Linked DNA regions of Ovis aries: region 1 is linked to region 2. Evidence: chromatin contacts called from public Hi-C data. All regions are on one chromosome and are shown on one strand. Each heading gives the region's core, a stretch centred on a gene start, on an enhancer-like site or on the middle of the called end of the contact. The rest is flanking DNA. Distances are from core to core; before and after follow the strand shown. Region 1 overlaps MAPKBP1 (mitogen-activated protein kinase binding protein 1). Region 2 holds the start of NDUFAF1 (NADH:ubiquinone oxidoreductase complex assembly factor 1).

Region 1 (6,392 bases), core at 774-3,273, 360 kb after region 2:
AGGACTTCCACAGCAACACCTGGAGTTTTTATATCAGCTATACGATTTCTTTCTCTCTCTTTTTTTTTAAGTTTTATCATCCCTACCTTTATCAAGAACTTTTTCTGTGTCAGGAACTTTGTTAAGCACATCACAGGAATTATTTTATTTAATACTCTGAGCAACCCTGTGAGGTTGGAACTGTTTTCATCGCCTATTTTAGAGGAGGGAAGCTAAGATTCAAAGAGAGAAAGCGTTCTGCTCCAGGTCACACAGCTAGTATGTGTCTGTATTGGGATTCCAACCCAAGTCCTCTGACTGCAAAGCTCTTTTAAAACGGCTCGAGGCAGGGAGGGAGACCAGACTTGCCATTTATTTTTTAAAGCTGCCTTTCCCCTAAGCTGTTTACCCACTCTTTGAATGAGAAGAGCCCAATTTATGGTCAGCTCAGTGTATTCCAGGGAGCCTTCAGCCCCTGGGTTCTGGGGTCTGTCTCTTCTGAGTGGCCGTTTGGCATTTGACGTCTGTGCTGGGGGACTGGGAGCTGAGCTGACTTTACCCTTCAGGGGCTGAGCTTGCCTCCTCCTGTTTCCAGAAGCAAGGTGATGAATGATCTCTGTCGCTGGATACCCTGTGCAGTCTGCCTCTGGGGAATTCCACTCATGCCTGCCTCGGCCTGGAAAAGCCAGGTTCCTTCTTGTTGGAGGTGGTACGGGGGCTGGATGCGGGACAGACTGGGAAGGCTGGGACGGCTGCTCCAGCTGTGCTGAGCCCTGTGCCCCTGCCCTGGGGAGTGTGGAGCTCTGCTCCGGCTCTTGCGCACCTACTGTGACCCCAGATGCCTTTAAGGGTGTGTGCTTCAGTTTACGGGCAGGCCCCAGCCTGGTGCGTGTGCCTGGGAGTCATCCCTCCAGGTGGTGTATGGAGGCTTCCTTGCTGTCACCTCCAGTGGGTTTCCTGCGTGTGTTTGGCTTGGGCCAGCCCTGGGCAGTGCCCTGATCCACTTCCTGACCATTTGACTTCCTAGAACTCTGAGTTCTCCCTTTGCAAATGGCTTTTTTCTGGGTGTTTGGTTTTGCTCTGTGCTAAAGCTCACCTTGTGCCTCAGTGGTATCTGGGGGGCCGCCAACGTCTGTGTGAGCCCTGGAAGAGCAGGCTCTTCCCCCCCACCTCCGTCTTCCTTCTCTTCTTCCCTGGTGATCCTCGCCCCGCCCCCATCCCCCACTCTCTAGTTCCTAGTGTGCTTGTTGCTCTAGGAGCAGTTCAGGTATCCTAGAAACAAGAAGAGAAACAAAGCTCCAGAAATTCTCCCAGAGGCCTAGAGGCAAAGATCAAACCAAAACAAAGTTTTTCTGAAAGGAAATGAAACAGCTCAGGGAGGGTGGGGTGGAGAGCAGAGGTAGGCTGAAGTCTCTGGGGAGGGGCCCTTCAGCTTTGGTGGCTCTCGCGTCTCTTCTCCAGAGCCCTCCCTTAGCTGTTCTCCCCACAGGAAACCCACCCCCGACCTGTCACATTTTAAGCCCCTTGCTCCAGGAGGCTGAGCTGGTCCACGGATAGCTTTGAGGCCCTCAGTTTAGTTGAAAACCCATAACTGACTGGGACTCCTTTCCCAGCTGCCCTGGTAGAGGGTTTTAGGACCTTTAGAGCCCGGCACCAGCCCCTGTTGCTGCTGTGGAGTCAGTCAGTTGGGAGAATGGGTTTCTCTCGACCCCTGATGCCTGAGTGCAGAGCCTCTGCGCAGACCTGCTCCTGGGGTGGGAGGTGTCCTGGAACAGTGAGGGCCCTGTCTGGTAGCCAGGAAAGGACCCCTTGGTGGTTTAAGTCGGGAGGAGGAGGGGAAAGCCCGCTCTCCTGGGGAGGCCCTCCATTTACTCAGCGCCTGTTGGAGTCGACGCTGAGAGACCCAGCTCCAGGGCTTTGGGCTGCATGTGAAGCCACAGAATCTCCTTCTGGCCCGCGTTCTAGTGGCAGCTGAGCTGAAGGAGCACGCTGCTACCTTCTTCCTCTCTGTGGTAAACACTGGGTACGCGGCGGTCGCCAGGGAGTGTGTGGCGTGGTGCACAGACTGGGTGGAGCTAAGGAAAGAGGATGCCTGGACTCGGTGCCCTGATGGCTGTGAGTCATGCGCGAGGCCACCCGTAGACACCCGTCTCCTCCGTGCCTTTTCTCCTGGCTTCCCAGCAGATCTCACTCCAGAAACAGGGCCCTGTAGATCTTCCCAGAAGACCTTGTTCATCCATGCAGTCACTCGTGTGTGGCAGATACTTGGTGGAAACCTAATCTGTATACTCTTCAGCTGCAGGGTATACAGTGGTGATAAGACGGACAGTGTCACCGCTTCTTCCGGGTTTAAGGTGGTGGTGGGGGGGGTGGGCGGTGGTAAGCAGATAGGAAGCATGTAAATAAACAAATGAGCACGATAATATCAGAGAGTGGTCAGTGTTCTGAAGGAGAGACGGAAAGGAGAGTAAGTGAATACCCTGGAGTGGGGTGGGAGTAGGGCTGGTCAGGGCTCAGTGGGAGCTGGCCTTTGAGCTGTTGTCTGGGTGACAAAGAGGAATCCCTGTGTGAAGATCTGCGCTTTCAGGTGGAGACCTCAACTACAAAGGTCCCAAGAAAGCACGCATTGATTCATTTGTTTGAGTAGCTAAGCAGCAGCCACGGTGGCTAGACCCTGGTGAGTGAGAGGAAGGGGCTCTGATCCTGCCTTTTGGACCTGACTCATGAGTCCTGTGAGATCCACTTCCTGTCCTGGAAGGGAATATGTTCAGATTCCCCTGGGCAGAGAGACATGTACCATGTTATTTACTGGGTTATTATTGCCAGTTTTCTTTTCCCATTCCTTTCAGTGGATGGGTGGTGGGTCTCATAGAGCATCTCAGAAACAGAGGCCAGTGGGTCTCATGATCTGGCCTAGGAAGGCTACTTATTTGGAAGGATGCCAGGTATCTAAAGAGGACTACAATCAAGGATGCTCCAGGCAATGTCCTAGACTCATCATCTCTTAGAATAATTAAAACCATAAGATTTCCCCTTTGGGAGTGAATCTGGAGGGACAGTTTGTAATTCCACACCTGGAGGAGGACCCTGATGAGGCACTAGTGCTCTGGAGGCCCTGGATGGGAGACTGTAGTTGGAGTTCCTGTTGCCACTGCTGACCCCTGGATAGCCATTTCCTTGTTACTGGTGCCCCAGGGAACCTGTCAAGAAGATGGCTAGGAGCGCCCTGCTGGTTATTATGCATATTCTTTTCTTCAGTTCTCACAACAATCCTGAGACATAGATATTATTATTCTTGTCTGATAGATGAGGAAACTGAGGTTCAGAGAAGTGAAGAACTTTGCCCAAGATCACACAGTATGTTAGCAGACAGGTCTGCCTGACCCCAGTTTTCCTATTCTTTCCATCATCACACTGCCTTCCAGCATCAGTGAGTCCTAGAAGCCTAAGGTCGGGGAGAACTGTGGACCTGCCCGGGGTGTCTGCTACTCAGGAGGTTCTTTGGGAGTTAGGGCTTTGAGATCTAGTAGCTAATGACTTAAAGATTTATTCACAAATATTTATGGAGTGTTAATTTTCTAGGCCTTTGGGATTTAACAGTAAACAAAGTAAACAGGTATTACTGTCAGCTGGCAGTCTAGTGATGAAGATAGATCCTATTGCCTCCCCAAAAGAAAACTATATGGAATATTACAAGCTGATGTGTGCTTTGGAAAAAGTATAAGCAATAGGCAGTGAGAGGGAATAGGGGATGTCGGGTTGTGGAGTTATAGTGTTCAAAAGGCACACAGGGTGATGTGTGAGCAAGGCTTGAGGACCTTTGGTGTGCCTCTGTGAGTCCCCTTCTGATTTTACTTGGTCTTAAAGAGGAAATTTTAGGTGCAGGGCCACAGCTCAGACCTTCTGTGTTCTCCTTGCGTGTGCCTCTTCTGCATTCCTTGCTCATCCCAGGGTTCTGGAGGATGGAGAGTCGTAGGAGGCGGATCCTGTGGGAATGCTGGGCTCTTGGTGACGGCAGCAGGCCTGGACTTGTCTGGGGAGGGGGCCAGTCGAGGGCTTGACCCTTCCTGGTTCAGAGAAGTCCCTGGGCAGCAGGCCCAGCACCTGGTATGGGGTGCTCTACCACGTGACTCCTGGCCTGAGGCCCAGAGGGACTGAGGCCTCGCCGCCTCCCTGAGAGGGAGCAGTCTTCTTGCACCTGCACCCTGGGGTTCTGAACCATGGGACCCGGCCGGTTGGGCCAGCCCAGCCCTGTCAGATGGAGGATAGCAGCCAGCACTGCTGCTCGGGCACGTGCCGATGGCTGCCTGCTGTGCTGGCCAGGGTCAAGGGATGTGGAGGCCAAAGGCCAAAGGTTGGTGCAAATGGCACCCTGCCCACCTCAGTCCTAGCAGACTGGGAAACTTGTTCAAAGGTCAGAGAAGACTGAGGAGGCTCTCACATCAGTGTTCTTGAGGTCTCTTCTGTTGGGAGGACCTCAGCAAGGTGGGCACAGGGAAACTTGGAGGTCTTTGCCAAGTCGTGCCTTCCCTCCACCATCTGCATTATCGTCCTCACAAGTGGAGCTGTGGCTGTGGGCTGGTCTCTTTCCTGCTCTTTCTCTTTGTTGGAAGGTTCCCAAATTTGAATAATTAGAAGTAAAAATTTCAGCTTAAGGGCCAATCTCTGTGTGTTTCCCTCCTTGGCTTAACTCTTCCATGCCACTCAGAGTTTTCCCGGCTGTGCTGGGAGGTTGGGAGGTGTTAGAGAAGGGAAAGGTTGCCTCATAGCTTGTCATCCTCTGTCCACATTGTCTGTTTATGCACACACGCTGCTCTCCCACTTCCCACCACCATGGAGTCAAACCTGGGGAAGAAGGAAACAAAAGACGCTACGGTCCAGCAGGGCTCAAAGCTTGCGTGCAGTGACTGGAGAGTGTGTTAAGCCGTCTAATGCACTGCCCTTGAAAGGTTACCATGCTGCTTTGGGTTTGAAGCTGCCTGCATCACCTGCTTTTTCTGAATGTGGAATGTGTCAGAATCTATATTGATCTAATTCCAGTCAGATCTGCTCTCGGCTGAAGCCCTCTGCCGTGATTTATCTGGAGCTGATCTGAAAGCTAGGTAACCCAGAGCCATTCAGACTGGAAGCCGTCACCAGAGAGGACAAGCCCGTGGAGCCCTCCTTAGCCTTAGAAAATGTCAGCTTTCCCGAAAACTTACTGGGCTTTGCTGATGGTGTCAGGCCTGGGGTGGGGGGTGGGGGGTATGCTTTTTCATACATTGAATAAAATATTAAAATCTAAATATTTAGACCTATCAACTTTGAACTATAACTGCTCTAATTTTCTGTGCCCGTTATGATTTCCCAGAATTCTGTAGCCAGAATCCCTTTTCCCTCCAAGCGCCCCAGTCTCCTCTCCCTCTTCTCAGAAGCTTCTGCCCTGGCACCTTGTGCATTAGGTCGGTGTGCTTTCTGTGCTTGTCTCGCCTCTTCAATTGCAGTTTTCTCTTCTTTCTCTCACTTACTCCACTCTGCTTTCCTTAGAGCACAGCTCCTAGAATCCTGACTCTGTTTTGCTTTTGCTGGAATGCCTTGAAAAGGCCTCTGGACTCGTTTCTCCACCTTGAAATGGGGATAATTGTACCAGCCACAAAACTTGTTGTGAGGATAGCTAAGACCAGATCTCTCAGGTGCTTAGCAGAGTGCCTGCTATACAGAACCTGCTAGATGAATGGCAACTCTTATTATTGGGCCCACAGTGTGAAGAGCAGACCAGTTACTGAAGGAGGTGGAAAGCCATCATGTTGAGAGTTCACTGCAGCCCTCGCATGGTGCTTGCTAACTTAGCCAGGTGGTTTCGCCTCCCTTCTCTTTCTGTGCTGCTGTCCTAGAGCCTGGGGAGAGTGTCTCCCTCAGCATCCCCCCCGACCACGTCCCTTCCTTGCTACTTTCCAAGGTTATCGTCTCCTAAATGGATGAAGATGTAGATACTTTCTTTCCCCAAGCTTAACCCAGTTCTCTTCCCTTGGCTGCCTTCCCAGAAATAAATAAAGCTTCCTTTAAAGTTTTTACCATTACTCAGATCCTAACAGGACTCACCCCCGGTTTTCGGAGGGAGATACCTGACACACAGCCCCTGGGCACCTCATTCCCCACTGCCTGGAGTCTCTTTTGGCTTCTTGTCTGTGCTCCAGGAGGAGGAATAGTAAGATCTGCCATTTGTTTGGTCCCTCTTTGTGTCCAAAAAATTATTTGATCCTATACAGAAGTCCTGACAGCTTGATCTTAGAGGCTCCTTTTAAACAAATAATGAAGTAGTTTGTGACTTACCCAGGGGCACAAAGCTTTTCATAACAGAACAAGGACTCCAACCCTGGTGTCTGACTCCAGAGCCTATCCTGTCTGCACTGCCCCTCCCTGCTCCAAGGATC
Region 2 (5,969 bases), core at 299-2,798:
AAAAATGTATGGACAAAAAAGATTTGGGGGCAAAGAAGAAAAAGACTTAGAATAGTGTGTAGGACAACGGGACTGTAAGTAATATTATTCACTATTTTTCAACCTATCAATAGTGTTACTACTTCTCTAATAATATAACTTTAATTGAAGTGTTTTGTTTCATTCTATTACCGATAAACATAAAGTCAAAATCATTAACTGGATGATCTCCAGATGAAGTTGCTGAGTTTTCCTGACAGTGTAACCTAAGCGGCTAAAAGAGAGGAGTATTAGCGAAGTTTGTGTACCCAAAGCTTACGAAATGCCAGAAACCGTTCTGAGTGCATTGATATTTTCACAACAACGATGAGAAAGGTACTATAATTATTCCAAATGCAGAGACAAACAAATGGAGGTTCCAAAATTAAATCACCCGAGGTCATACAACTAGTAAGTGGCCAGAGTTACTCTAGTAACCCCAGAATTATTCTAGTAACCCCAGAGTCCCAGTGTTTAGTCGGGGAGCGATCGTGACCGTGCCACAGCCCCCTTACCCTTCACCTGCTAGGGCCGTGTCACTCTCACAAGCTCCCGACACGCCAACTCCAAGCAGGCGCTCACTTGCCTCCCCTGCCGGCGCCTCAGAGTGACTTCCGCTCGACTCCCCGCTTTTCCAGACCGGGTACTCCACTTTTCCTGTGCGGGGGCCATCTGTTTTTCCTGTCCTGAGTAAAACCAAGCCTGATGACTCTAGAGTTCCGGTTGGGTGCAGATGGGGGAAAGAGTAATAATCTCAGAGCTCTATGAACTGAGGGGTTTTTTTGGTCGGCTATATTCCCAAAGGCTTCCCCACCCCGATCGCCAACCGCCAGATTTTTTCTGCCCTGTGTGAGAAAGTGGGGAGAATTTAGAGAAGATTTTCGCCTCTCCTTCCGGCATCCCACCTTCAGGCTGCAAACTCCATCCCGTGTCTTTCAAATAGGACCCAGATATTGCCAACATCCTTCGCACCTAAGGATCCAGGGTTCACTCGCGCTCCATCCCCACAGCCGCCCAAGAGAGGTCCACGGCCTCAGAGGATTGGTTCTGTGAATTGACCCCGCGGAATCTTTGGAGACCCACCACAAACTTGGACAGCAAACCATCCTACCCGCCCTTTCCCAATCTGGCCCCGTGGGGTCGCCCACTCTGCAGAGTTTCGATTGTATCCTGTGCACTTTCAACACCGAATCTTGATTATAATTATTCATTCACTTCTCACTTCCTCTGCCACGCTGCGAGCTCTCGGGTCCAGAAGATGTTCTTCTGTTCTCAGCACCTAGCAAAACGCCAGCAGGAATGAAGCACTCAGCCTACCTGACTTTGAATGAAAAGTAGGGCACTTAAACACGTATTCCAGGGTCCAAGACCTCGCCAAGTACAACTGCCTTTTCAAAGTTTCCTCCATCTCTCTTTTTTCACACCATCACCTCTTCCTTCTTTAAATTCTGCTTTGACTTCTCTAGCCTGTACACTTACCTGATTCTGGTTCTCCTACCTTCTTGAACCTTTTCTAGCTTCCTACTTTACTGACTCTTCTTTCTCCTCCCACAACCTTAAATGCAGGTTGTCTCCAAAACCTAGCCTTCGGCCTTCCTCTTTTCTTCTTCTCCTTTTTTTTCCCCTCTCCTTCTTCTTTTCTAGCTTATATATGAGTTATCTACAGACAGTCGGATAATTTCTTCCCCTGAACGCCAACATATATTTCCAATTTCTTGACAACAGGTTCAGCTGCAGGATATACCACTAGCATCTCAAATGTGATTTGTTGAAAACAGAAAATATCACACTTACCCATTTGAACTCTTCTCTTCCTTTCTGTTTCTGTAAATGCCCACATCCTTCTAAGCTGAAAATTCTTGGCTATCCTTGGCTTCTCTCCTTGAAACCTCTCACTGACCCTAAATCCTCTTTGTTTTGTTGCTCTCTTTTGATCTTTCACTCTTGTTTTCCAAATCCAGTGAAACCCCAATAGTTATTGCCCTATGAAATTTACATTCAGTCTGCTGATTGCCTTACTCTGAACACAATGGTTTGTCTAATTTCATTTAAAAATCACCCAGAGATAAACACAAAATTCCTTTGGCCTCCAAACATGCCACTCATCAATTCTAAGCCCTCCATAATCTCCTACTCCATCTATACTACTCATACTTATCCTCAATTTCTTATCTGTATGGTCAGGACATTCAAGATGGCTGTTTTGCTTTCTGTACAGCCCCATGGGGGCTTGATTCACTGACTTGACTATCCAGTCTCTTAAGTATAGGATTAATTAGTCCCTCGGAACTGAGGAGACCACCTGACATCAACTCCCCCTTTTATAAATGGTAGCCTTTTTCTCCCTGCCACCAAGTATGGAAGATCGCTGTGTTCTATTTGCAGCCCTCAGTAGGGTGTTGTTCCAGGACCTTTTGCTTCAGATCACCTATCCAATAAATCCTTGATGTTTCTGTCCCTGTTTCCAGGCTGTTTCATGCGTTTGGAGGTTGGGCCTATGGGATGTGGCCCAACACCATCCCAGGTGGTATCTACCTAAACCACACTCATTTCTCCTCATAAGAGAGTTTATACTTTCTCAGCTTGATGTTCCTCTCTTCCACATCCCGTTCATTTGATCACAAGTATTTACACAACTTCCCCATTCCCACCTTCCCCCAACCCCCCAGCTTCAGCTGACTGATCTAGTGGTAGAAAGCTGGCCAGTACTGGGTCAGTCAGTTAGTCCTAGGGACTTTCTGAACTAACGTTGGAAAAGAGACCTTCTGACCCCAGGTGATGCTGGTGCAGGAGCTCCTGAGTGACCTTCTAGTACTGTGAAGAAAACTGGTTTATGGAAACAGAAAATAATATCAAGATGCTAAGAGGGACAGAAATGGAAGGATAAAAGATGATCCAGTCAGCATTTATACTGATAGTTCTAGTTGCTGAGGCTGGGCTGCATGGCTTTTCCTTGACTTCCAAGTATAAACTCGTTTACCTAAACTTATCTGGGTTGGGTTTCTTGCAACCAATAGATCTTAACTGATACATAGAATCTACCTACTAAGAACATGCCTTAAAAAAAAAAAGAACAGACCTTAAATTCCATTTTCTCCTTAAAAATTTGCCCTAATGCCTCCATCTCATAATGACTATTTTCCTTCTGACACCCTATATTTATTCTTTTTTCTGTAACACTGGCACTTACTTGTGTTCAAGTGAAAACTAGATTACAAACATGACTAAACTGCTTTTTCATTGTTTTATATATACAAGACTTTTCAACAGAGGATAAAACCCTGGAAGGTAATGACTTTTGTCATATACTTTAAAATATATATATTCTACAGTAACCTGCACAAATTTAGATTAAGTTGGCACTAACTCAAGAGGCCAAAAGACAAATTTCATGAAAACCTTTAAGAAGAGCTATAATGACACAGGCAGAAGGATATTGTAATAGAGCAAATGGCAAATATGATTCAGCAATTTCACTTCTTGATTGAGTCCCTTCAGAGTTTAAGGAGGATCCAGGACATAATGATTTCAGAAAAGGTTATCTTGTGGGAGTTTGAGGTCATGGTGTTGCTACAGATCTAGGGTTCATTCTTAGCTTTGCTAACTCAGGAACCTGAGTTTATCTGTTTCATGACAAGCAACTTCATGGAAGGAGAAATGACAAACCAAACTGTCCATCTGTTAATTGACAACAGAAAATGGGCATGGTTTGAAACCCAAGATCACCTAGCCAGGACATTCCCTTCTAGTGGGAAAGCCCACTTCCAGGCCATGAGGAGAGTCACATACTTAGAAAGAACAGGCAGTGCCCAAGCAGATTGTTCAATAAACATGTATTGTCTAATCTTCTTTTGGAGATATTTATATCTGCTGTGCTAAGACCAGATATTTTTATGATGGCACTTTAATAAATATATGAACAGAAACATGTTCTTTTTCAGTAGCTCTTGTCTTTTTAAAATTTTTTAATTTTTGTTTTTGGCTATGCTGGGTCTTCACTGCAACCCACGGGCTTTCTCTAGTTGTGGTACTTGAGCTTCTCTGGTTGTGGAGCACAGGTTCTCTAGTTGCAGCATCCAGGCTTAGTTGCCCCATGGCAAGTGGGATCTTAGTTCCCCAAGTGGGGATAGAACCCTTGTCCCCTATGTTGAAAGGGAAATTCTTAATGTGTCTCTTGTCTTAGTTGACTCCAGGTAGGTAAACCCCAATCTACGCTCCACCAATATATAAGCAGCAACAATATCTTCAGACTGAGGTGATTTTATCCCCCTCTACAACTGTAATCACAATTCAAGTGGCTCTGTCACAGTCCCTCCTGGATGTGGATTTGCGAAACACCTGCTCTGTCAGGCCACAATATTATATATCTTCTCAACCTGAGGAGCAAACAAATTTTTTTCACTTGCCAGGGTACAAGACTTGGACAGATTTAATAGCTTTTGTTTCTGACTGGCATTTCTTAACTGGTCCTCTTTTCTGGTGCTGAGCCCTTAAGGGGGAAACTACTCATGGTTTCCTGGTATTTGTTCTTCCTCTATTTCATTAAAGTTTATATTTCCCAGTCTCCTCTGCAGCTACCAGTGGAAATAAAAATGTTGTTATAGCAGCTGAGAGCTTTCCTTTAAAAACAGTTGACAGGTGAGACAGGTGTCTTCTCCCTCCTTCCCCTTTGCTTTCATATTACTGCTTAGAACCTGTCATGACAGGACTCCACCCTGGACCGTGAGGGTGAGGGCCACCTCTCATAGAAGTCAGAAGTAGTCTGGGACCTCGAGGACTTTGTGAATCACAGTAGCCAAAACAGCCCCAGACTGCCTATACTTGAACTCTAACATCAAAAATAAGCTTCCCCTACCCCACCTATTTAACCCTGGTATTTAGAGTTTATCACCCAAGGTGACTCTAATCCTAAATAATATATCCCATTTTTTACCACTATCTGTAAGTGTATAGCTTGACCAGCTTTGGGTCACACTTCCTTCTTAGTAAAAATAACACATCTAGATAACTAATAAGGACCTACTGTATAGCATGGAGAAGGCAATGGCACTCCACTCCAGTACTCTTGCCTAGAAAATCCCATGGACGGAGGAGCCTGGTAGGCTGCAGTCCATGGGGTCACGAAAAGTCGGACACAACTGAGCAACTTCACTTTCAGTTTTCACTTTCATGCATTGGAGAAGGAAATGGCAACCCACTCCAGTGCTCTTGCCTGGAGAATCCCAGGGACTGTGGAGCCTGATGGGCTGCCGTCTATGGGGTTGCACAGAGTCGGACACGACTGAAGCGACTTAGCAGTAGCAGTATAGCATGGGGAACGCTACTTAATACTCTCTAATGGCCTATAATGGGAAAAGAATCTAAAAAGGAGTAAGACATATATTTTGTATAACAGATTCACTTTGCTGTACACCTGAAACTAATGAAAAATGTAAATCAATTAAACCCCAATAAAATTCTTTTCAAACACACACACATCCAGGTATACCCAACAGGAAAAACAGACAAACAGGCAGAGACTTCCTAAACTCACTGAACTTTCTGCAATGTTGGAAATGTCCTCTATCAGTGCTCTCCAATGTGGTAGTGCCTAACCAGATGTGTCTGTTAAATACTTGAAATGAGGGATTGAATTTTTAATTTTATTTCTTTGAATTAAGTTTAAATAGTCGCACGTGGCTAGTGGCTACCACAGTGGCCAGTGTAGTCCTAGATAATGGTGTAAGAACTCTGAATTACTCCTGAATCTGTCAGCATGTGAAAGTCAGAGGTTAACAAACATGAAATGGAAAATAACTGAAGTATAAATTTTGGCACAGATTAAAATCATCGAAAGAGTCAGGTAATACTGACTCAGATGGTTTTAACCAGTAGAGCATTATTGTGCATTTCTTCTCCCTCATCCCCTAAATGTGGGCTTCCTTAAGATTTAGAGTTTAAAGCTTTTATCC

Evidence for each region. Hi-C and Micro-C count contacts between places; a contact is called where the count stands out from the background.
Region 1: a Hi-C map of hypothalamus shows a contact between it and region 2, with 3 times the contacts expected there. The contact joins the enhancer-like site here to the promoter of NDUFAF1 in region 2. A contact is called at or near these places in 2 of 16 Hi-C or Micro-C datasets (hypothalamus and tail adipose tissue).

Annotation. Positions count from the first base shown.
Region 1 is chr7:35,410,893-35,417,284 of ARS-UI_Ramb_v3.0, forward strand. The region is part of intron 3 of MAPKBP1 (mitogen-activated protein kinase binding protein 1); the gene reads left to right. Among named protein-coding and RNA genes, the nearest start is that of JMJD7, 23 kb to the right of the region's middle. Within about 2 kb of position 2,024, at least 31 of the 54 cell types and tissues checked have an H3K27ac peak or open chromatin away from gene starts, as enhancers often do. A contact at or near this core is called in hypothalamus, where this site is marked.
Region 2 is chr7:35,046,749-35,052,717 of ARS-UI_Ramb_v3.0, forward strand. It overlaps NDUFAF1 (NADH:ubiquinone oxidoreductase complex assembly factor 1), which reads right to left and starts at 1,549. Exons shown (of 5, transcript XM_060419068.1): 1 at 1,498-1,549.